Regions from separate parts of the Anser cygnoides genome. Here region 2 is linked to region 1. The links are chromatin contacts, called in public Hi-C maps. All regions are on one chromosome and are shown on one strand. Each heading gives the region's core, a stretch centred on a gene start, on an enhancer-like site or on the middle of the called end of the contact. The rest is flanking DNA. Distances are from core to core; before and after follow the strand shown.

Evidence for each region. Hi-C and Micro-C count contacts between places; a contact is called where the count stands out from the background.
Region 2: a Hi-C map of liver shows a contact between it and region 1, with 8 times the contacts expected there. The contact joins the enhancer-like site here to the promoter of RHBDD1 in region 1. A contact is called at or near these places in 2 of 7 Hi-C or Micro-C datasets (both in liver).

The regions. Positions count from the first base shown.
Region 1 is chr9:3,953,033-3,956,794 of Taihu_goose_T2T_genome, reverse strand. RHBDD1 (rhomboid domain containing 1) reads left to right here and starts at 1,781. Exons shown (of 7, transcript XM_067002224.1): 1 at 1,781-1,888.
Region 2 is chr9:4,087,261-4,091,022 of Taihu_goose_T2T_genome, reverse strand. The region is part of intron 5 of LOC106036254 (a long non-coding RNA gene); the gene reads right to left. Among named protein-coding and RNA genes, the nearest start is that of IRS1, 110 kb to the right of the region's middle. Within about 2 kb of position 2,057, at least 1 of the 3 cell types and tissues checked has open chromatin away from gene starts, as enhancers often do. A contact at or near this core is called in liver, where this site is marked.

The DNA.
Region 1 (3,762 bases), core at 532-3,031:
CATCATTTATTGAAATTCTCCATTAAAAAGTTGTAGTTTGTAAAACAGCATTTTACATTTTATTCCATTTTATTGATAAGAAAAATAAACCTTCAGACAAAACAGTAAAAGAAATCCATGAGGTGAACGGTGGCATGAGATTAAGGATAGAAAGCAGCAGGTTTATTTTTTCTTACAGAAAAAATAATTTTCTTAAATAATTTAATTAATTTTCTTAATTTTCTTAAATAATTTTTCTTACAGAAAAAATAATTATACTTAAAGATATTTATATAAGTATAAAATAATCCAGAAGATGTTTGGTTTTGTTTGATTGTTTGTCTTGTTTAGCAAACAGTTTTTGTAGAACAGGAGGCAAATCAAAATTTCAGACCTCACACTTGGGTAAAAAGTACAAGAATGGTGGCTTTCTACATATGGGGCCAATTGATCACAGCATCATTCATTTACTTCACCTACCATTGTTCCTGTGACTTCTATTCTTCCTGACTTATCAATAAGGGCCCAAAAAGATAGAAAATATAAGATTGCTTGGGATAACACAGGATGTGAATTAGGAATGAAGTCAGGATCTTCTAGGTCCCAGAAGAGAACCACAACCTCAAGACTTGTACATCCAGTAATAAGATCTGGACCTGCACACATGCAATAAATACTGCATCGTTAAGAATTATAGACTAGAATTATGAGTGCATGAAAATGGAGTACACTATTACAGAGAATGGTGCCAATTACAGAAAACCTAGTGTATGTTAGAAAATCTATCAGTCTAGGCATTTGTAACTCCCACACCCTGTGATTTCTATGAATTTTTATGATTAGCATTAATCGTGGTAACAGATCTAAATGTGCCAAAACTAAAGAGTTTAAGATAACGTGTCTAAATGGTGGCACACAGAATCTGCCCTCCTCTTTTGGCTTCTGTTCATTCTTGGAAGAGAAGACTATGCTGAAGTTGCTTGTTTTGGCACGGTCTGCTCCTTTAACTTGATCTCCACCCTATTTCTAGGAATTCAGCCTCTTTCATGCCTGCCAGTCTGCTGAGCTGTGTGCTGTTTTTGGAAGGGCAGAATACAATTTTCATATAAATTCTATGACATACTTGTATGAATTGCCAAAATATTCTCTGAAACCTAAGTGCCACATAAATGACAGCAAAATAGGGCCATTTACAAGTAGCTTTGGCTATGGATTTTGTATGATTCATTTCTAGTCACATATTTGCACCACCAGCTTGCCAACATTTCTGCGATAACCTATTATTTTAGACATTTATCATTTGCTCAGTGGATTCCCTGCTGAATGTGAGTAACAAAGCTCACAGTCTAGATATCTGCATCAAATTTTGGGAGTCACTTAATACCGGTGACCGGTAATCTACACAAATTAAACTAATGTTTTCATCCAAGCATCTTTAGTACTGGAACAAAGCAGTTAAAGTATTAAACTTATTGAACTAGTGCTTGAGCATATAGTAAGGTTTTTAAAAAGAACCTAATTACACGTTTTAATTGGATGCAGCACCAGTAGGCACTATTTTCGCACAATTTATTGAATAGACACAAAAGCCTCCCTACGAGGCGAAATGGGGGGCCTACGGGCCCTACGTCCCCTCGCCTCAGCCAGCCGCCGCCCTGAGGCCACTGTGCCCGCCGGGCCGGGCTGCTCCACGTTAAACCGAACGCCCACAGCACCACACAGCCGCCATCTTCCCGCCCCCGGTCCTGTGAGGGGCCGCGCCCCGCTCCGCCTCAATGCGCACGCGCGGCTGAGGCGAGCGTCGAGGGAGGGTTTCGAACCCGGATCCCTCTGCGCGGAGTGGCGGCCGGGTCACGTGGGGCGGCGGCGGGGCCGGCGGCGGGGCCGGGGCCGGGGCTGCGCGGGGAACGTGAGTGGAGGGGAGGGGACGGGAGGGGCGGGGCCGGGCCGGGGTTGGGGGGGGGAGGGGGGTGCGTCTCCTTTTCCTCCTGCTCCTTTTCCTCCTCGTCTTCTTCAGCGCCGGCTCTGGGGGCCGGGAAAGGAGCTTCATGGAGCGAAGGCTCTCGGCTCGCCCCCTTGAGCAGTGCTTTTACAGGCTATGTGAAAATAGCCAGGGGATTTGTTGTCATTTTTCTTTTTTTTTTTTTTTTTTAACCAGATCTATGTTCCTCTTTTCTTAAAGTGCTTAAAAACAACAATAAAGAGCCCGCAAATGATTTGCGCGTGTATCGAAAGGAGAAGGGGTAAACAAGCGGCCTGGCTGTATGTTGGAGGCTTCCTGAAGCGGCTGTAAGAGCACTTGGCGTGACTCAGCTGGTAGTGAGATGGGGTTAGCGGTACCAGGCTGCGTGGTGAGGGCCTTGCAGCCGCACTGCGTTACTGCAGGGAGGTCTGAGGGCTTGCCAGGAGTTAGCACTAGTGCCAGAAAGGGTATACTTCTGGGTGTTCAGCTGGTACGGTTCATTAAAAGGCTAACTTCATCCTTTCGCACTCCAGACTGCAGGCAAATTTCTCCTGAAGCAATAAAAACAAAGAAGCACGAAGCTTGTGAGGGCCTTCGCGCTTCTGAAGTCGTCAGGGAAGCATGGATTGTTTCACTTCAATTACATCGCCAAATTCTTGAGCTGAACAGGGGAGGATGCTCTTCTGCTCTAATTACGCCGTTTTTTGATTATACCAGTGTAAGGATCGCAGTCAAATCCAAAAAAATCCTGACCCTATTTAAAGTAATTAAAAATCCATGAAGTTAAAAATCTAACTGTGCCCTAATCTGAAATCCCGTTTTGTTCTGATAAGTGTGTGTGTGTATCTATTCACAACTGACACCCCCTCACCTTCACAAGTAGAGTGATACAGCTATAAATATTAACTATGATTTTACTTCTCTCAGTTAATTTATATATGTTTAGGTGTATCCTAGCATTTTGAGAAGTAGTTATTCATTATCTGTTATGAGATGGGGGTAGTAAGAACGTTTGTCAAATCTTTTTGTGTCACTTTGTTCCCACAAAACTGGGAAGGATCTTAATATGTCCATTGTCTCCCCCGCAAAATGGTATTATAATAGCAAGTAATTCTGACTAACTGACCACAGAGGTTCAAAAAGAGCTGACCTTTCAAAGAAAGAAACGCTCTATTGACTTTTTTTTTCTTTTTTATCTGTTTGATTATATGTGTCATATAAATTTAGAGGTACAGGACTGCCTCCGTTTTAGGATTCCAAAGCAATGAAACCAGTGGTGGCTCATGGCTGTTGTGTGGCCTCTGTTTGAATCTTGAACAGACTTCTTCCAATAAAGGCAAACAGTAATTTCTAATGAACTTAATTTCTAAGGGGAGTTACTAAAATGTAGACTTGCAAAATGTAAAATACAAAAATCTATAAAGGATCCTGCTTTTTTGTCTGCTTTACACTGAAATGGCAGCAGAATTTCTGTTATATAAACTTATATAAGCCCAAACTACTCTTTTTGATGGTAACCTAAAACTACACTTTCTGACTAAACTAAGCTATATCCATGAAAAGGGTGTGTGCATGTGTGTATGTATATATATCCACGTAGATAGACTCATGAAGGGGATAGACCTAATACAGTATTAGGTTGTTCCGTTTCGGGAGATTATTTATATTGCACTATGAAAAGTGATGTGACCTTTGTCTCCAGAGGAAGAGGCAGTGAATATGACCAGTATATGTATTACCAGTAAATCCTTTTCACCATAGATAACGCCTTAGTTTTGAGGCACATGAGCAAAGTATCTGTTTCCGCAGTGGCTGCCTAT
Region 2 (3,762 bases), core at 808-3,307, 130 kb before region 1:
AGTATAAATTACAGTGAATATCTAAATAACACCAGCAAAACCTCAACAAAATCAAATAGCCAAAAACATTAGGGACAAATTGCCCTAGCACAATTTATTCTATTGTTTGGTGGAACTCCACAGAGAATCTGGGGCCCCTGGTATACTGGATCTAAATTGATTTATTCTTACTATCACAGGGGAAGTCCATAAACTACTCTTTTGTATAAGTTAGATCTACATTAAAAATATCCTAGCAGGCTACCAAATGGCTATTTTTCCTTAACTGCTGAACAGAATGACTTCTACAAAGAGGCGAGGGGTATTAAGGTATATGTAGTTATTCTCATAAATCTGATTAGTGATGACAAGGAATAACCCCAGTTTAAAAGAGAGAAGAAAAAAAAAAAAAAAAGAAAAAAACATTTTTACTCTTAACAGGACATTCTTCTGATGTTACCTCTGTTTGTTGTAACCGCATTTCCAGTCTGAATCACAAATACTCCAGTAATCTATCTTGTTCTGAACAGCCAAAATATTTATTTTTATTTGACCTCCTACTAGGTGCATTCACAGGAAAACAAATGGATTCTACTTGGGGCATGTCCATTTGTGCCTGTATCCCAGAAACCTGAAACCAGGCCAGCATTCTTCTGATTGAATAAAGCTGAGATGTCTGGGTTAAATCTGTTGTCAATATGCCTTGCTTATACAGTGAAATAGTTTCTTGTTAAGCAAGACAGAGATTTACTGTAGGCAAGATATGGACTTCAAATGCATCAGCATGGAGGGGAAGGATAGAAATGTATTAATTCTTCAAGAAACACCAGATAAAAGTACTGTATACCTTAGCAGGGAGCTCTTTTTCTATGAATAATCATGGTCTTGAGTCAACAGACTTTGCCTACTTAAGCTATCTCTCGCATCAGAATCCAATTATAGCAAAGCCTACAGAAAACAGGTTTGGCACACTTTAATATTTTGGTATTGATCTAATTTAGCTCTGGTTTCAATTACAACAGGGAGCATTTTATCAAGAGATAGACTTTGTTTGTTGGACTTTAAATTGCTTTTTTCCTTATTGTCTCTGATCTCACTATCTGGGTATTTTTGCCACGCTTATTGCTGTGGTTTATTAGAGGTTTCACCCATTTTACTATGAACTTCTTTAGGGGAAAAATCAAATCCAGCTTCTCTAAGTAAAAAGGATTGAACTCAATACATATAAAAAATGGGCTGGGGTTTCTGTAGCAACCATTCCACAGTGATGCAATTCGATTTGACATCAAAGAACAAATGTATCAAGTCATCCTGACAACTGAAATACTTGCTGTAAGAGGAATGCATACATATATCTGGAACAAAGACAGATTATCCTAAGTAAAATGAGCATTTTATTTAGTAATATATGTATACCGTATCATCCTACTTGAGGCATCTTTTCTCCCATCAACGTGCATAACTGCCACAAAAATTAGCTGAAGTTACCCACAGAAACTGGAGGAGAATAGACCTCTTTATTTAGTTTTCAGATGTACGGAAGAATTATCTCATTTTCCATTTAATGACATACAGAAGATAATATGGAAGTAATTTTCTTTCTTCCTGCTGAATTTGGCTTTAAACTCTGCAGCTTTCCTTCTTACATTCATTGAGGGGAATGTCATCTCTGCAACCCAAAATAGTTGCATATATTTATAACCTATATCTAAGAAGTTACCCCTGGTTAACACTATGCTTCTTTCAGCTACAAGACCTAAAAGCCTGACAACAGGAAAAATTTGCTGCAGTGTGCTCTCCCAAACTACAAATCACATATGTCGATAATCTGGAATGTTTGCTGAATTAAAGGGGGATTATGAAATCATAGCGGTGATTAGAATCATACACTGCTGCGGGCAGATAGCTGGAGTGTTGAAATTTCTAAAAAGGAAGCTGTCAAATAGTAGGAAGCAATTTGCAATGATCCATAGCTTTGTGAATAAAATCGCAAACCTAGTGCTCTGTTAAGCTCCAAGAAGTGATAAAATTTGAATTCAGAGTTTATAGCTCCAAAAACAAGCCCATTTCATGGACTGCCACAACTTCTAGGAAAACTTCACAGAGTTAAAGGAACATTACAAACTCACTGCAACTGAAGTACAGTTGCTAGTGTTTCTTCAAATATGGTAAGGCATGATACTCAGGGGAACTGTGTTTTAAAACTCCCCTTTGGTATTGCTAGATGTGAGATACAACTATTCTACCCAAATAAGAAACATCCAGTGCATTCCCCTCCACTCTGAACAGCAACAAGAGCAATGAAGTGTTTTTGCCAGAGGTAGCGTATACCTGCCACTCGCCTCTGATGTGGAAGAGGAAAAATGCACCTGAAAATTGCAGCTTGTGCTCTTGGGACTATTTGTTGACTTCTTTCCTAGGTAAAGTTTCAAGTCCCTGCCCTGCCAGAATAGTGTTGAAACACAAAATGGTATAAATCAATTGCTGGCATTAAAAAAGAAAAGTAACCAATACTCATTTTTGCAGACACTGGAAAAAGTCTAAAGGACTTGCACAACTATTCACACTGAAGGGATCAGCTGAATTTGGGGTACATGTTAAAATAAAATAAAAAAACCAAAAAACCTCTCATCTGTCTCAAAAACCTCAGCCTAGTTTTGTCCTGGTAGCATGATACTCAAAGATAGCAAATTTATCTGTGTTTTGCCAGGTCTGAAAAACTACAAAACACAAAACATTTTCCTCTAGAATAGCTATGCTGAACTTCTCAGCAAAAAAAACAACAAAGAAAAGGAAGGGCAAATATTATATTTTTGGATTGACCAGATAAGATTCATGAAGAAAGAAATCCTAGAAAATCTACATTTAGGAGGGAAAAAAAAAAGTTTAAAAACATTCATGTGCTTTTCAAATGTCAATAAAAATTAAAATAAAAATTCATTAACTTGTTTTTTACTTTAATGATCACTGGCACGTTGTATTTTTATTTTATTTTATTTTATTTTATTGCAAGGTTCTGAATCTGTAGAATAGAAGTTAACCCACTTTGGTTATCCTTGGAGTCATCATGGGATCTCTACCACTGCTTGGCTATGACAAAGAGTAGGCTGCAGGCAGGTTTTTGCCTTGGACCCTCAAATTGCTTGTATAGCTTTTCTAACAAGAGATACTTACACCAGCAAGCCCCATGGTTATCACTCCAAGTGGAAGTCCACTTGCTCACCTGAATGCATACTCAATACATCTTCCAGCTGCAATACGCCAAAGGCATTATCACCTACTCCGGAAACATGGACACTGTATAACCATTGCACCTGCCCTTAAGAGTATGTTCCTCCCAGTACCAATAGAAATTCCTGTAGCGAGATGTCAGGTGAGCATTAACTCAAAAGAAAAAGATTATTCTATTCACAATGGTTATTCATGCACAACCCAATCCTAACAGGATTCTGATGAGGCATCACTTAACTATTCAAAGTTATATTTTTAGCATTTCTGCCTCCCGAACAAGGAAACACCTTTAAATTTGATCCCTAAACTGAAGAATTTGAGCTGCAACAACAGTGAATGTGCCACGTCAGCACATGCAAGGCTTCACCCAGCTGGCAGTTACTTCCCCAAAGCAAGATAGCAGGCACTAGCTATGCTGAAGGGAACTAAAACGCACTGCAACCAAGGTTTCCATCTCCATTTTTACTACTGTATACCAGCCCAGGCAGCTGCTTCTCTCCCAGATTCTCTGGGCTGCACTGAGCTGATGAGGGCACCTCTCCCTTCAACATC